Regions from separate parts of the Mus musculus genome. Here region 1 is linked to region 2. A link is a contact called in public HiChIP or PLAC-seq data. All regions are on one chromosome and are shown on one strand. The core of a region is the stretch at or near the end of the contact, and the rest is flanking DNA. Distances in the headings are between cores, read along the strand shown.

The links. HiChIP or PLAC-seq counts read pairs in DNA pulled down with a chosen protein or histone mark.
Region 1: a FOXA1 HiChIP or PLAC-seq map of pancreatic cancer cells shows a contact between it and region 2. The contact joins two enhancer-like sites. A contact is called at or near these places in 3 of 39 promoter capture datasets (the 3T3-L1 cell line, cranial neural crest and stem cell-derived epiblast-like cells) and 1 of 115 datasets of contacts at active chromatin or transcription factors (pancreatic cancer cells).

The regions. Positions count from the first base shown.
Region 1 is chr15:81,675,388-81,678,636 of GRCm38.p6, forward strand. L3mbtl2 (L3MBTL2 polycomb repressive complex 1 subunit) reads left to right here. Exons shown (of 17, transcript NM_145993.5): 6 at 128-245; 7 at 871-1,005; 8 at 1,438-1,526. Among named protein-coding and RNA genes, the nearest start is that of L3mbtl2, 13 kb to the left of the region's middle. Within about 2 kb of position 1,629, at least 8 of the 459 cell types and tissues checked have an H3K27ac peak or open chromatin away from gene starts, as enhancers often do. A contact at or near this core is called in pancreatic cancer cells, where this site is marked.
Region 2 is chr15:81,262,638-81,265,979 of GRCm38.p6, forward strand. Gm52179 (a long non-coding RNA gene) reads left to right here. Exons shown (of 2, transcript XR_003951510.1): 2 at 1-158. Among named protein-coding and RNA genes, the nearest start is that of Gm52179, 3.7 kb to the left of the region's middle. Within about 2 kb of position 1,959, at least 59 of the 459 cell types and tissues checked have an H3K27ac peak or open chromatin away from gene starts, as enhancers often do. A contact at or near this core is called in pancreatic cancer cells, where this site is marked.

The DNA of each region.
Region 1 (3,249 bases), core at 379-2,878, 410 kb after region 2:
TGCCCCATTTATCTCTCTATTCCTAGTTTTCTGCACCATGCATGATGTGGGGTGAGGGTCAGAGGACAGTGGGCCCAGGCCCATGGGGCTCACTTTTCTCAGCCCACCAATGCTCTCATCATCACAGGTACCCCTCTATGACCAGTGGGAAGACGTCATGAAGGGGATGAAGGTGGAAGTGCTCAACAGCGATGCTGTGCTCCCCAGCCGGGTGTACTGGATCGCCACTGTCATCCAGGCAGCTGGTGGGTGCTGTTCTGGCCACGGCAGGGTCTGAAATTTGTTTGCCATGTGTCGTATCTAGTAGGTGGTTAGTGTTAGAGGGTGAAATGGGTTTCATAAATCAAAATGTCACCCATGAGCTTTCTCTCCCCTTCTTAGGGATGTTCCTCCTTTAGATGAGAACACAGGGCTAAATCTTGAAAGTTAGTTTTGTTTTGTTACGTATTTTAAATGTTTAGTTGGTGGTTTTGGTTTTTTTGAGACAGGGTTTCTCTGTGTAGCCCTTGCTGTCCTGAAACTCACTGTCTAGAATAGGCTGGCCTCAAACTCAGAGATCTGCCTGCCTATGCCTCCTGAGTGCTAGGATTAAAGGTGTGCACCACCACCACCTAGATTTTTTTTTTATAAGGTTTATTCTGGGGATGATGAGGGCATAGGAGCAATCGCCAGCTCAGGATGCTTTCTAAGAGTGCAGCGTGGATATTGTTTTGTTCTGTATGTCGGGGACCCCACTAGCCTGGAAGGAGTTCCTGGATAGGAAGTAGGAAGTCTGGCTGGTGCTAGAGAAGGAAGAAAGTCTGAGAACCTGCCTTCCCGATGTCACAGGTCCCATGCCTTCCCCACATCACAAGTCCCTTGTCCTTTCAGGGTACCGGGTGCTGCTCCGATATGAAGGCTTTGAAAATGACGCCAGTCATGACTTCTGGTGCAACTTGGGAACTGTGGATGTCCACCCCATTGGGTGGTGTGCCATCAACAGCAAGATCCTGGTACCTCCACGGAGTGAGTTCAGGAGAAAGCTCCCATCCTGGCTCCTGTAGGGCTCTGGGCAGAAGCCTTCCCTACCCAGTCTAGAAGTCCCTGGACAGTTTGCATTTATAGAGCCTGTTTGTTGGTATTGTGTGCCTGAGTAGTGAATGTCTGTTCACTGTGTGTGCTAGAAGGTCAGAAGAGTGTTAGATCCTCTGGAACTGGGGTTAGAGATGTTGTGAATCACCATGTGGGTGCTGGGAACAGAACCCTTGTCCTCTGGGAGAGCAGCCAGTGCATCTAACCAGGGAGTTGTCTCTCTGGCTCCCAGAGGCTGGTTTTATAAGATGATGTCATCACTGGCCTGAAGTTGCAGAACTTAATAGTTATGTCTGTGTAGCTGATCTCTGGGTTGGTGAAGGTGTGATCAGTCTGTGTCAACAGTCTCTGCCGGTGTCTCTGCAGCCATCCATGCCAAGTTTACTGACTGGAAGAGCTACCTCATGAAGCGGTTGGTGGGTTCCAGGACACTTCCTGCAGACTTCCATATCAAGGTCTGGCTGGGTTCCCAGCTCATTCCCTCCCTCCCTCCCTCCTCCCACTTCCATCGGTCAGTTTTTCCATCCTTCATATGATTCAGGCATTTGTTTTGTTTTTATGATTCTGGGGGTGGGACCTAGGGATTTCCATACACTAGCACTATGTGTACAGCCCCTCGTTCCCCATCAAAATACTCTTCTGAGACGTCTTGGGCAGCCTTCAGCCCAGTGCTGCTGCAGTTGCTGGCCACCTGCCTCCCTGCCAAGACCCTGGTACAGCATATCAACTATGTTGCTTTGTTGGCCTTTGGGATTTAACATCCCAGATTCTTGCCCTTGCATTTTCAATGTATCTGAGGTTCCCATTGCTGTGATAAAACCCTAACCACAAAGCAACCATGAGAGGAAACGGCTAATTCTGCTTATACTTCCACATCCAAGAGATCAGGGCAGGAGTTCAGGAAGGAACCCAGAGGCCTGAACTGAAGTCGAGGCCATGGTGGATAACTATGTGCTGGCTCACTCCCTTACGGTTCTCTCAGTCTGATTGCTTACTTACTCATTTGTTTGTCCAAGATAGGGTCTCTCTGTGTAGCCCTGACTGTCCTAGAATTTACTCTGTTGACCTCAGAACTGTAGATCTTTCTTCCTCTGCCTCCTGAGTGCTGGGATAAAGAGATGTGCCACCACTGCACGACTTTAGCCTGCTTTCTTGTAGCATCCAGGAACACCAGCTCAGGGGTGGCACTGCTCACAACGGGCTGGGCCCTCCCTATCAATCATCAATAAAGAAAACCGCACCATAGACTTGCCCACAGCCCAGTCTGCTGGGGCATTTTCCCCATTGAGTTTCCCTCTTCTAAATGCATTTAGCTTGTGTCCAGTTGGCATAAAACAGAGTTGGGCAACGCAGAGTAATCACTCAGAGATGGTATTATGTGCTGGTAAGAGACAGCACCATAGGCTGGCCGTGGTGGCACATGCCTTTAACCCCAGCACTCGAGAGGCCAAGGCAAGTGGATCTTACACTGAGTCTGTATTATGAGTCCAGGTCGGTTTGAGGATCCAAGTTCAGTTCCCAGCACCACATCAGGCAGCTCAAAATTGTAACTCCAGCTCCAGGGGATCTAACACCTCATCTCACCTCTACAGGTACACACACACACACACACACACACACACACACACACATACACGAGGGCAGATACACATGGATAAGCAGGAGTTAAAAACAGCACTGTGGGAATACAAGGAAAGAAAATATATATCTGCCTAGATTCTCCAACCTGGTAGGAGAAGTAAGAGTCGTGCACACAAATAGTGATAAAAACAGCCCCCATCTGAACTGGGGCTACTCAACCATCTGTATGGACATAGCAGTTCAGCCAGAGAAAGCTGCTTTGGCTGGCCATGGTGGCACAGGCCTTTAATTCCAGGACTTGAAATGTAGAGGCAGATGGGTCTCTGTGTGTTTAAGGCCAGTGTGGTCTACATAAGGAGTTGTAAGCAGGCAGGGACTCTGTAATGAGATCCTCTTTTATAAAACAGCAAAAGCTTAGAAAGCTGCTTTACCTGACCGAGGGTGTGTTCGTGGGAACCGTAGATGAGAAGACCTGAGGCTCACAGAACACTGTCTCCCACCTCACTGGGCCATGTCCCTGATGGTACCCGGGACACCTTGAGGTCTCTTGCCCGCGGCGTTCATGGCATCTTTAGGCGTCCCAGCAGGATTGGGGGG
Region 2 (3,342 bases), core at 709-3,208:
TGCTTGCTTGCTTTGGTTTTTTGAGATAATGACTTTACTATGTGGTCCTGGCTGACTTGAAACTTGCAATCCTCCTGCCTCAGTTGCCTGAGTGCTGATGTCACAGATGTTTATCACCTCACTTGGTTCAAAGAGATAAATTTTTTTTTTAATTCTTATTTACTTTATTTATTGTTATTGTGTGTGTATGATGTGGGGGAGGGGGAGGTGTGTGCATGAGCACCACAGGGCACATGTGGAGCTCAGAGGGCAGCTTGAGTCAATTTCTTCCCAATCTCTTTATGTGGCATCTGGGGATCCAACTCCAACTGCCAGGCTTGCTAAGCAACCACATTATCTGCTCAGCCATCTTCCTAGCTCTGAAGAATAAGACTTTAATGGTTTTGGTTGTGATTGTCGTTTTATGTGTAGAGGTGTTTTGCCTGTACATATATCTGTGTACTACTTGTGTGTCTGGTGCGAGTGGAGGGCAGAAGACAATATTAGGTTCCCTGGAACTGGAGTTATAGATGGTTGTGAGCCACCATGTGGGTGCTGGAGATAAAACTTGGGTCCTCTGGAAAAGCAGTCTGTGCTCTTAACTGCTGATCCATCTCTTCAACACAGAAGAATAACTCTTAGGTAAACACCAAGCACCTACCTTCCATGAAGAGCAATGTAAGTACTGAGAAGGAGGGGCTGGGTAGGTAGAAAAGACATAGCTGAGAACAGAGCACTGTTTCCCAGGCCATGGTACTCAGTGCATGGGCAGAGTCACACTGGGAGTGTCAAGAAGGGAAATTGAAGCCGGGCGGTGATGGCGCACGCCTTTAATCCCAGCACTCGGGAGGCAGAGACAGGTGGATTTCTGAGTTCGAGGCCAGCCTGGCCTACAAAGTGAGTTCCAGGACAACCAGGACTACACAGAGAAACCCTGTCTCGAAACACGCCCCCCCCCAAAAAGAAGGGAAATTGAGGGGCTGGAGAGATGGCTCAGTGGTTAAGAGCACTGACTGCTCTTCTGAAGGTCCTGAGTTCAAATCCCAACAACCACATGGTGACTCACAACCATCTGTAATGAGATGGGATGCCCTCTTCTGGTGTCTCTGAAAACAGCTACAGCAGACTTACATATAATAAATAAACAAAGATTTAAAAAAGAAGGGAAACTGAGGGAGGGCAGGGCTGCTGTAGAACCAGGCTGTATAAAACTCATCTCTCAAGTAAAGCCAGAGTCTGTGATCCATAGGCCCGTGACAATGATTTACCTTTGATGTATGCCTTCCTGTGTCAGACATGGCTTGAGGCAGATTCGTCCAGGGTCCTGACTCTTGGCACTGAGATACTTGGATTTGATTCCAATTTTGTGCACAGGTGCATCTTACTTTCAGTTTCTGGGCCTCAGTTTCCTCCTCTGAAAAACACAGACAATAACTAGTAAAGGTGGTGTGAAGATTCCTCATATGTTCACATGTCTCAACACATACATTATTACTGTATGCCAAGCATTTGCATCATGCCTGGGACATGGGAAGAGCTTTGAAAGTACACACATCACTATTTAATCTTTTTTAATGGTTCTGTGAGCCTACGAATGCGAATGCTCGCCCTGTAGGTAAAGGTAGAGACTTGGAGAGCTCTCAGCTCAAACTATGAATGTAGAAAGAATCCTACATCCTGCTCTGCCCTTTCCTAGAGTTCTCCATGCTGGGAGAAACCCAGGGACAAAGCAGGGCTCAGGATGCTGAGTCCTGCATCCCATTTCCCATAGCACTCTTCAAACTAAATGCCCAGATGCCCCATGTCCACCCCAGATAATTGCAAAACAGAGCCATGCCTGCCTCCCCGGCTTTAAACAGCCGCCCTGTGCAGGACCTGGCAGCCAGCCGGGTCAAGCTTAAGTGTCTTCAGTCCCCAGACTGCAGCATGTCCAGCTGCTTACTCACTTGGCACCTCTAAGGCAGATGAACCACAAATATGGAACTCAGCCGGCAGAGGCCACATTACAACGAAACCACCCCCACTGCCTTGTGCGCAGCGGCCTCCGTGAGATGAAACTGGTTTGTGAGATGAGAAAGCTAGCTCTCTCCATCTATCTTAATCCTGCTGGTTGGATGCAAATTGCTTTCTCCTACTGAGGCGAAAGAACGCTGGTGGGTGGCTTGGAATGACTGGCGGGGGTGTGCAGCTGAATGTGGGATTGGGGTTAGTGACAGGGCACCCCAGGAATTCTTTGCTCCTTCTGCTCTGCTCTGTCTCGCCATGTGCCACCTCAGCGTGCCTTCGGCACCTGCACTTTTCTTCCCCTTTATCCCAGCTCTTGTAATAGGTTTTTCAGTCTGTGGGATTCCAGATCAGTGTTTCCCTTAACCTTGTATGTGGCAGGAAGCATTAGGGTGGAGCGGAAGTTATCAGAAACTAGCACCCCACCCCCACCCCCTGGGCAGGCTGCACCGGGTACCAAAGGATCCTACAAAAGATGGAGGGAAGCGGGCACTGGGTGTTCCACTTCACCTGGGCAGAAGAAAGGTCCAATTCATCTCCATGGACATTGCTACGTATTCATGGTTTACTCATGCACTGGGATGGGGGTAGGGGACATTTTCATGCACATATATATTTCTACCTGCTCCGTTATACAAATGTTTGAGGTGGCTTACAAATATATATATATATATATATATATATATATAATATCAAGGAATGAAATAGGTATCATTAGAAACGGGAAGAGGAATTCAGAGGAGGGAAATAACGAAGCTCATAACCATGCAGTAAGCTGCCCTGCACAGTTGTTAATGTGATCCATAAACTTGGCTTTGGAAACCCCAGCAATCCAAAGCAAAACACGAACATTCGAACACAGGAAATGTAGAATACATAAACGAAAAAAAAACTGTAGTGTCACGGGGGAAGCACCATCTTGCCTTTGTATTGAAATTTGGGAGGAATTCTTTCATGGGTCCATCCAAAGATGACCAATAGATAAAACAACCATTGCTCATTAGACTTCTTAGGTTGAGTCAAGTTGCTAAAATGTCATTCAAGGTCCTAATAATATTATGTATAATACTAGAAATTAGGAATAGTATAGATGTCCCTCAAATACATTATTGGACAAATGTCCGATGGAGTGTTAGGCAGTTATTAAGGGGAAAGATGAACAATTTAGGTTGCTCATGTGAAACAGTTTCCAAGATGTACTAGGAAATGAAAGAAGTTGGAGGCAGAAGAATGTCTCTATAAGGGAAGTGTCTGTGAAAATGAAATAAAAGTCATATGTACTTCCAAATGTTGTGCATGTCCTTGGTCCTTCTCAGGAGAGGGGTCACAAGAAACACCAACTGGATGCAAATGATTTTC